Linked DNA regions of Hordeum vulgare: region 2 is linked to region 1. A link is a contact called in public Hi-C data. All regions are on one chromosome and are shown on one strand. The core of a region is the stretch at or near the end of the contact, and the rest is flanking DNA. Distances in the headings are between cores, read along the strand shown.

Evidence for each region. Hi-C and Micro-C count contacts between places; a contact is called where the count stands out from the background.
Region 2: a Hi-C map of seedling shows a contact between it and region 1, with 3 times the contacts expected there. The contact joins the promoter of LOC123427000 here to the enhancer-like site in region 1. A contact is called at or near these places in 2 of 6 Hi-C or Micro-C datasets (leaf and seedling) and 1 of 1 datasets of contacts at active chromatin or transcription factors (embryo).

The regions. Positions count from the first base shown.
Region 1 is chr1H:129,342,059-129,345,662 of MorexV3_pseudomolecules_assembly, reverse strand. No RefSeq gene overlaps it. Among protein-coding and RNA genes, the nearest start is that of LOC123427000, 250 kb to the left of the region's middle. Within about 2 kb of position 2,017, at least 3 of the 3 cell types and tissues checked have open chromatin away from gene starts, as enhancers often do. A contact at or near this core is called in leaf and seedling, where this site is marked.
Region 2 is chr1H:129,594,542-129,598,145 of MorexV3_pseudomolecules_assembly, reverse strand. LOC123427000 (leucine-rich repeat extensin-like protein 4) reads left to right here and starts at 1,670. Exons shown (of 1, transcript XM_045110930.1): 1 at 1,670-3,604. The coding sequence starts at 1,911. The coding sequence ends at 3,137.

The DNA.
Region 1 (3,604 bases), core at 768-3,267:
ATCATTTTCAAAGCTCAGGTTGCCTCACTTGGGTCTTGGCCATTCTCTCTGAGGTGTGATTTATCATTGATTAGACACGGAATTAAAGGAACATTCGAGGAACAACTTTCAAGCTGGATTGACCAGAACCTCCCTTGAATCATGTTATCATAGGGTTTCAAAAAAACAGAAGTAGGATAAACTTTTGTATTTAGTTGGCAGACTTGTTTTATGTACCTTTTATTCTACCGTAGAACGATTGTTCTACGGGTTTGGTTAAAAAAATCTGAATTTTCAATCAATTCACGTGCTTCTATCTAACATGATATGGATTGTGCATAACTCCTAGCGTGCTAGAAAAATATTTATAAAGAATGGGAATCCTCAGCGCAATGCATACCAGGACAACATGTTACCCTTTTTTCAGTTTTAGTGACATTTTATCTTCCTTTATTCATCTTCATGGCCAAAGTCATTATTGTCCTTGGTGCTTTTCAGTGTAGAAGAAAACCAAACTCACTTGGGCTAATTTGCAGGCCTAGGTATGCAAGAGGAGGAACTCGACAAATACACGTGCAAGCTCACATTGATCAATCAAGGTTAGCTTTTCTTTACACTACTTTTTGAATATTTATGAAGAGGTGTAGCACTTTGTTAGGCACAGATTAATACTTCCTATGTCCGTGGGTGACAATGTTGTTTCGTCTCCCCTCTATCTACCACTATATCATATAGTGGATGGATATTTGAATTTGTTTTATGAGTGCACATGTTTTTTTTCTTTTTCCTTGTGGTGTATGCAATGATACTACATGGCTTGAAAGGAGCATCATATCCTGATTCATATGCACAAAAATTCAAGTTTTGCTTCATTTTTAGTTTATAATGCATACCGTTTTCTTCAACAATCAACAATCAGCCTGTAGTAGGTATTCATAAGAATAAAATATGTGTGAACACTCCCCGCAAAAAAAATATGTGTGAGCACGATTTATAAGGATAATTGTGCATATGTTTATATGGACATGAACTATATATATCTTTAAAAAATTGAACAGTGTTTTGTCTTCTTCTTTTCGCGGGTTAATTGAACAGTTCCTCTGGGAGGGCCAGAGCCTGGTCCTACCTTAACATCGACTTTTTGGGCGAATCCGTCCATTGTGCTCAATTGCACCAATTTGGAGGATAGATCGATGTGGACGACTAGCTAGATGATGGGCAGCATGTGCAGCTACGAGACGTGAATCGTGACACCATCCCGGTGAGTGGCGAGCGAGGAAAGGAAAGCTTGAGGGAGAAACTTTAGTTTCCAGAAGCCCCACTTGCTCGTCCCAGCATGTCAAGATTTTCTTTTCTGGCAAACAGGTCCTTTTTAGTTTCCCAACAGAAAAAACTGCGCGCGCCTTTCGGTGCCACGCAACGGCGCAGGCCATGTGAGCCCGTCCGCCAAAGGCGACCCACGACGACTGTTCTACTCGCAGCGCTGCGCGTGCGCTGCAGTGCCGTGCAGCTATGGCCACTGCATGCCCACTCATGGCCAACAGCTGCGCCACCTGCCATAGTGTTTGCTCCAAGCCAAGTTTACCAGAGGACAAAGCAAACAAACCTTTCCATAGTCAGAAGGTCAACTGGATCCGCTCTGTGACTCGTGCAGGGTTCAGGAACCCATATGCATGCGCGGTCAAAATGGAAGGGATGCTAAAAACTCAATCATCAGGTTATCAAGCGCAGTATCTGGGTGCATTTTGCGGCGACCGACAGCTCGATTTCGTGCAAATGCAAGTGTTGGTGGTACGTTTTGAGGGCCGTCGGTGTGTGAGCGTGACCATGCGTGTCTCGCACCGACACCGGTGCACGGAGGCTATTGATTAACCGAGTTAGTACTAGTAGTAGCGTTCGATACCTGAACACGGGTCATCTTGCCTATGACTATGAGCTCAAACTGTGATGTGATCCCCCCATTCTCGGATGAGTTAAGGGGCAAAGAAACAGCAACTCGCAAAAGACGGTAGGTATGGCAGGCATGGCAAGGGAGCGGTGTAGAACGAGACACGGTTGTGCAAAAGAGGGCGGTAGGTATAGGACGGCTGGAAGGCATTTGGTATAACTGCTAGCTAGCTAGCTAGAGTGTCATCGCTTTGGTATCTGATTCTGTTCGTAAGATCAAGTACACTTATTCAGTAACCAGAACAATCTGCTGGTCACAAACACCACACATGCATGGTTTGATCGTTCATAGTGGACGCGCGCCTAGGCTAGGCTAGCACTGCAGGTACCATATGCTAATATGATTGACGGCCTAATTAAGGTTGTGTTGGTGTGTTTGCATTATTTCTGAAATTATTTTAAGATTTCGGGCGATGCCCATTTACTGGAAGAAGATTTTTCGTTGATGACGAGTCAACTACGGTGTTTATAAATCTTAAGATGATATGATAACTCAGTTTTTTAAAGGTGTTCATATGGGTATGATGTGTGTGTACGTTACATGTTTGTCCCGCGATGCTACACCCTCTCCTAGATCCACTCTTTGTGCGACCTCTCGAGGTCCTCTCTAACCGCTTCTCCCCTTGACAGTCGATATGTTTTGCGGCTGCTGCTCCCTTGTAGTTTCCTCCCCAATGACACAACCCGATCTTGTTGGTGTTATGCTCCTAGCCGGGGTTGTGGATGTAGCCGTTGTGGCCAGGCTAGAGTCATGCTTGTTGATGCTTGTGGGCCTGCCTCCTTGTAGGCGAGCCTCTTCGTCTTTGACAACCGTTTTCCTAGCGACGACTGCCTTCGTCCTTAACGATGGTGTGGCGGGTGCGTGAAGCCTTGCAATGATCCCTTTGCCGACGTTGCTTCCACCCGGACGACCCTAAACCTACACCGTCCAGTGTCCACGGTTTTGTGGGCCTCCTCTCTCGGTGTGGTTTCGTCCTTGACGATCAAGTAGCTACATCTTTTCAAGCTTCCTCGGGTTGTCGGTATCTTAGTAGCTCTGCCCCCTACGTCCCCTTGAGTTCCTAGGTCGTTGGCATCATCGATCGTTGTTGCTTTCTATGCGCCGACTCTATCTGCCCCGCCACCTCCCCGACCGTGCCCACCTCCACGTCTCACATTGTAACAGTCCCAAAGCCTGTACCCGATCGCAAGTGTAGAGCCCACCCCTCCTAGGTGGCGGTTCCGACCAACTACTTTACTTCCTAATCTTTGACTCCCGATCAAACGACCATGAGATTGCTCAGAATTAGAGAAGGGTGAAATCCGTACTTGGTTTGTCGATGATAGTAGCGGGGAGACTCACTTGTGTTGTTTCCTTTCTTGGAGACGCTCACATGGCCTTTAAATGCGCCCCACTTAAAGCTCATGGGAATCCTTATGTCCAGTTCTTTGAGCACGATAAACCAAACTACCCACGTCCATACAACAAATTCAAGTGCACGGAAAATAGACATAAGTCTCCTGGGTCAACAACACAAACATGCCCTAAATGAAAAGGAAAAAGAAACCACCATGTGGCCAAAAAACCGAACATGGTGAAGTAAGGCGGTGCCCTCACGTAATTAGTGAGTCCCTAATGCAACCTAGAGAGTGGGTCTCGGTTCTGCCGAAAGCCCGGAAATTTGAAAAACAGAGTGAG
Region 2 (3,604 bases), core at 421-2,920, 250 kb before region 1:
GGAAACAAAATAAAGATAGGAGCTTTAGAATCCTTAGTATTTAGTAGTCATTAGTGACAACATCGAAGCAAATATCTCGGTTTTAATCAAAATATTTCATCGTCCTCGCCAACAACGATATTGGTTAGAGGACGATGAGGTTTTGGTTAGAGGAGTCTAAAAATAACACTCATCATCTATTCAGAGTTGTAGGTGTGTCTAGCTTTCATCTAGATGAGACATAACCCCTACAATGTTGGATTTAGAGGGTCATTTGTGAATTGTGAGGAGATAATGTAGGAGTTATATAAGACTATTAATTCACATCTAGATGAGAATTAATAAATCCGTAATATTTTTATATGGAATAGAGACCTTCGGGTCCTTGCCCTTATTAAAGGGGATTTTCTTTGTTTGCTTTATGGTTCCTAGTGCATACTTTACAAAAAGAATGTTAGATGCCACAGAAGTGTGATGTAAGAGCATCTACAACCAGACTTGGCAAATGTGCCCCTTATACGCTCGCGGGGGATCACTCGCTCTCTAGGCGGGTCACTCACTGGATATCATCCATGCCCGCGTACTCCGATATCATCCTTGCGTCCTATTCTGCCTACATCTGGGCCACATACCCCCTGCACCCTTGTCGCGTGTTCCGTTGTTGTCATCCTCGCTTGCTCATTCAAGAGGCTTTCGTCTATCTTCGCATCCTCCGGTCTCGTGCGATGTTCTCCGGCTTGCACGATGTAGCCGACGGGACGCCGATGAATGGGGCGGACGCAACCTCGGTCGCGACAGTCAGGGACGGGCTGGACAACATATCAACCGGCAGATCGACATCGGCGGTGAGGATCGAGAGCAAGGGTAGCGGACAACAAGGGCTCGGACGCGGAAAAGGATGAAGGGAAGCGGGAGGACGATTTGGCGCAATTTGTTATGGGTTAGGAATATGTGGTCCGACTTGGCAGTCGCGTCCGGTCTTTTTGTATTCGCTCTACATCTAAATTAAACATGAGGGGTGCTAGTTAGCTCAAGCATTTGAGGCTTGTTTTAGGTGTGTGTGGATTTTTATTTTTACAGGACCGTCTTTTTTAGGAGGTTTGGGGTGCCCGCTCTAAATTCCTCAACATTCATATGGATGAACGTGCTCCAACAATCCAAATTCCAGATTTTTCACTCTTAGAGCATGGTTAATAGTATGGCCAACTGTTGGCTATAAGACATCTTATAGCCCATCTTATAGCTAACTTGTACAATAGTTAGCTATAAAAGAATACTACTTTTATCATATATGGCCCATCTTTCATTCTCACAGAGTACCTAGGAGCACGTGCTAGAGCTGGCTCTTCACGAAAAGTCCGCTTCCCTTCTCTCTCCTCTTCTCTCTCAACCAACTTAGCAAAAATATAATATTTTATTCCTTACAACCTACTGACTTTACCTTATTGTACTTGCTCTTACTATTATGGACGCGATTACATTCCTACTCTGTGGATTGATTAGAAGTAGTACTAGCTTTGGATCATGCACGCCTCTGGCCATGTCCCGTAGAGTCCACTAAACCACTGAACCCACGCTATCAGGGCCATAATTACCGTAGTAGGAGTACTGTATTCCGGAGACAAATGCGGGGGACCCCAAGCCTACCATAAATCCTCTCCCCCCACCATAAATCTCCCCCCGCCGCGCCCCCTCCCCCCCGCTACGCGTCCCCCGCGAAACTCCCACCCCTCCTCGCTCTCCCTCTGAGCTGTGGCATAGCTGTCTTCCTCTCCCCACTTCCACCTCCACTCACCCCCCCCCCCCCCCCCCCCCCTCGTCCTCGCTCCTCCTCCGTCCATCCACTACCCAACTGCTGCCAAATCTTAGCGCCGCACCGAGCGGCTCCGTTTGGTTTCCTGGATTCTTCTGCGAGAAATCTAGGTGATTAGATGAGGACGGCCGCGGTGGTGCTGCTCCTCTGCTTTTTCGCCTTCGCCGGCAGCGGCGGGGGCGGTGCCGTATGGGCGGAAGGAGTCAGGGAGACGGCGGCTGTGGAGGTGGACCCTGCCTGGCGGTTCCCTAGCCCGCGGCTGCGGGACGCGTACGTCGCGCTGCAGACGTGGAAGCAGCAGGCCATCTTCTCCGACCCCAAGAACCTCACCGGCGACTGGGTGGGCCCCGGGGTCTGCAGCTACACCGGCGTCTTCTGCGCGCCCGCTCCGTCGTCGGGCGAGCTCGCCGTCGCCGGGGTCGACCTCAACCACGGCGACATCGCGGGTTACCTCCCGTCCGAGCTCGGCCTCCTCTGCGACCTCGCGCTGCTCCACCTCAACTCCAACCGCTTCTGCGGCCTCGTGCCCGACACCTTCCGCCGGCTCGTCCTCCTCCACGAGCTCGACCTCAGCAACAACCGCTTCGTGGGCGCGTTCCCCACCGTCGTGCTCCAGATGCCGTCCCTCAGGTTCCTCGACCTCCGCTTCAACGACTTCGAGGGCGGCGTTCCGCGGGAGCTATTCGACCGCCCGTTCGACGCCATCTTCCTCAACCACAACCGCCTCCGCTTCCAGCTCCCCGACAACTTCGGCAATTCGCCCGTGTCCGTCATCGTCCTCGCCAACAACGACTTCGGCGGCTGCCTCCCGGCCAGCCTCGGCAACATGTCCGACACGCTCAACGAGATCCTCCTCATCAACAACGGCCTCACTTCGTGCCTCCCGGCCGAGGTCGGGATGCTCCGGGAGGTGACGGTGTTCGACGTCAGCTTCAACGCCCTCGCAGGGCCGCTGCCGCCACAGGTGGCCGGGATGCAAAAGGTGGAGCAGTTCGACATTGCGCACAACCTGCTGTCGGGGACCGTGCCGGAGGCCGTGTGCGACCTCCCACGGCTCAAGAACTTCACCTTCTCCTACAACTTCTTCACCGGCGAGCCGCCATCCTGCGCGCGCGTCGTGCCTGCCGACGGCGACCGCCGGAACTGCCTCCCCGACCGCCCCGCCCAGCGCATGCCGCAGCAGTGCGCCGCTTTCTATGCCCGCCCACCCGTCGACTGCGCAGCTTTCCAGTGCAAGCCGTTTGTCCCACCTCGGCCACCCCCACCGCCAGCATACCCCGGCCCGTTGCCACCAGTATACCCCATGCCATACGCGTCGCCGCCGCCGCCTCCACGCTACCGATGATTCTTTGGCAAGAGAAGCGTTTGCCAGTTTCACTTTCCCTTGCCGCACCCCTCGACGCCGGTGTGGAAGAGCGAGGGGAGCTCACCGTCACAAAAGTACGTGGTCATTGTTGTTCGTGGATTACCAGTTCTTGATTGATAGCTACCGGCGTAAAGAAGAACGTGGTGCATATATCCTTTTCTTGTTTTTTTGCATTGGTTGGTGTCTGTTTTCCGCGTCGTCGTCTTCGATCCGTTTGCGCGGTGGCGATGGCGAAAAGGATTGGAGCATGGCGATGGGGAAATCTGAAAGGTGGGAACAAATCGAGCTTGGATTGATGGCTGCTAATTGGGTTGTGAATAATAAACTGGTTGAGGGAGACGGGTTTAAAGCTGAGATTGAGAAAATCCCATGCTACTCTTGTGACGCGGGATGTATAGAATGTAACTTTGAGTTCGATTAAGCTCTAGTTGAGGGTCAGAGATAAG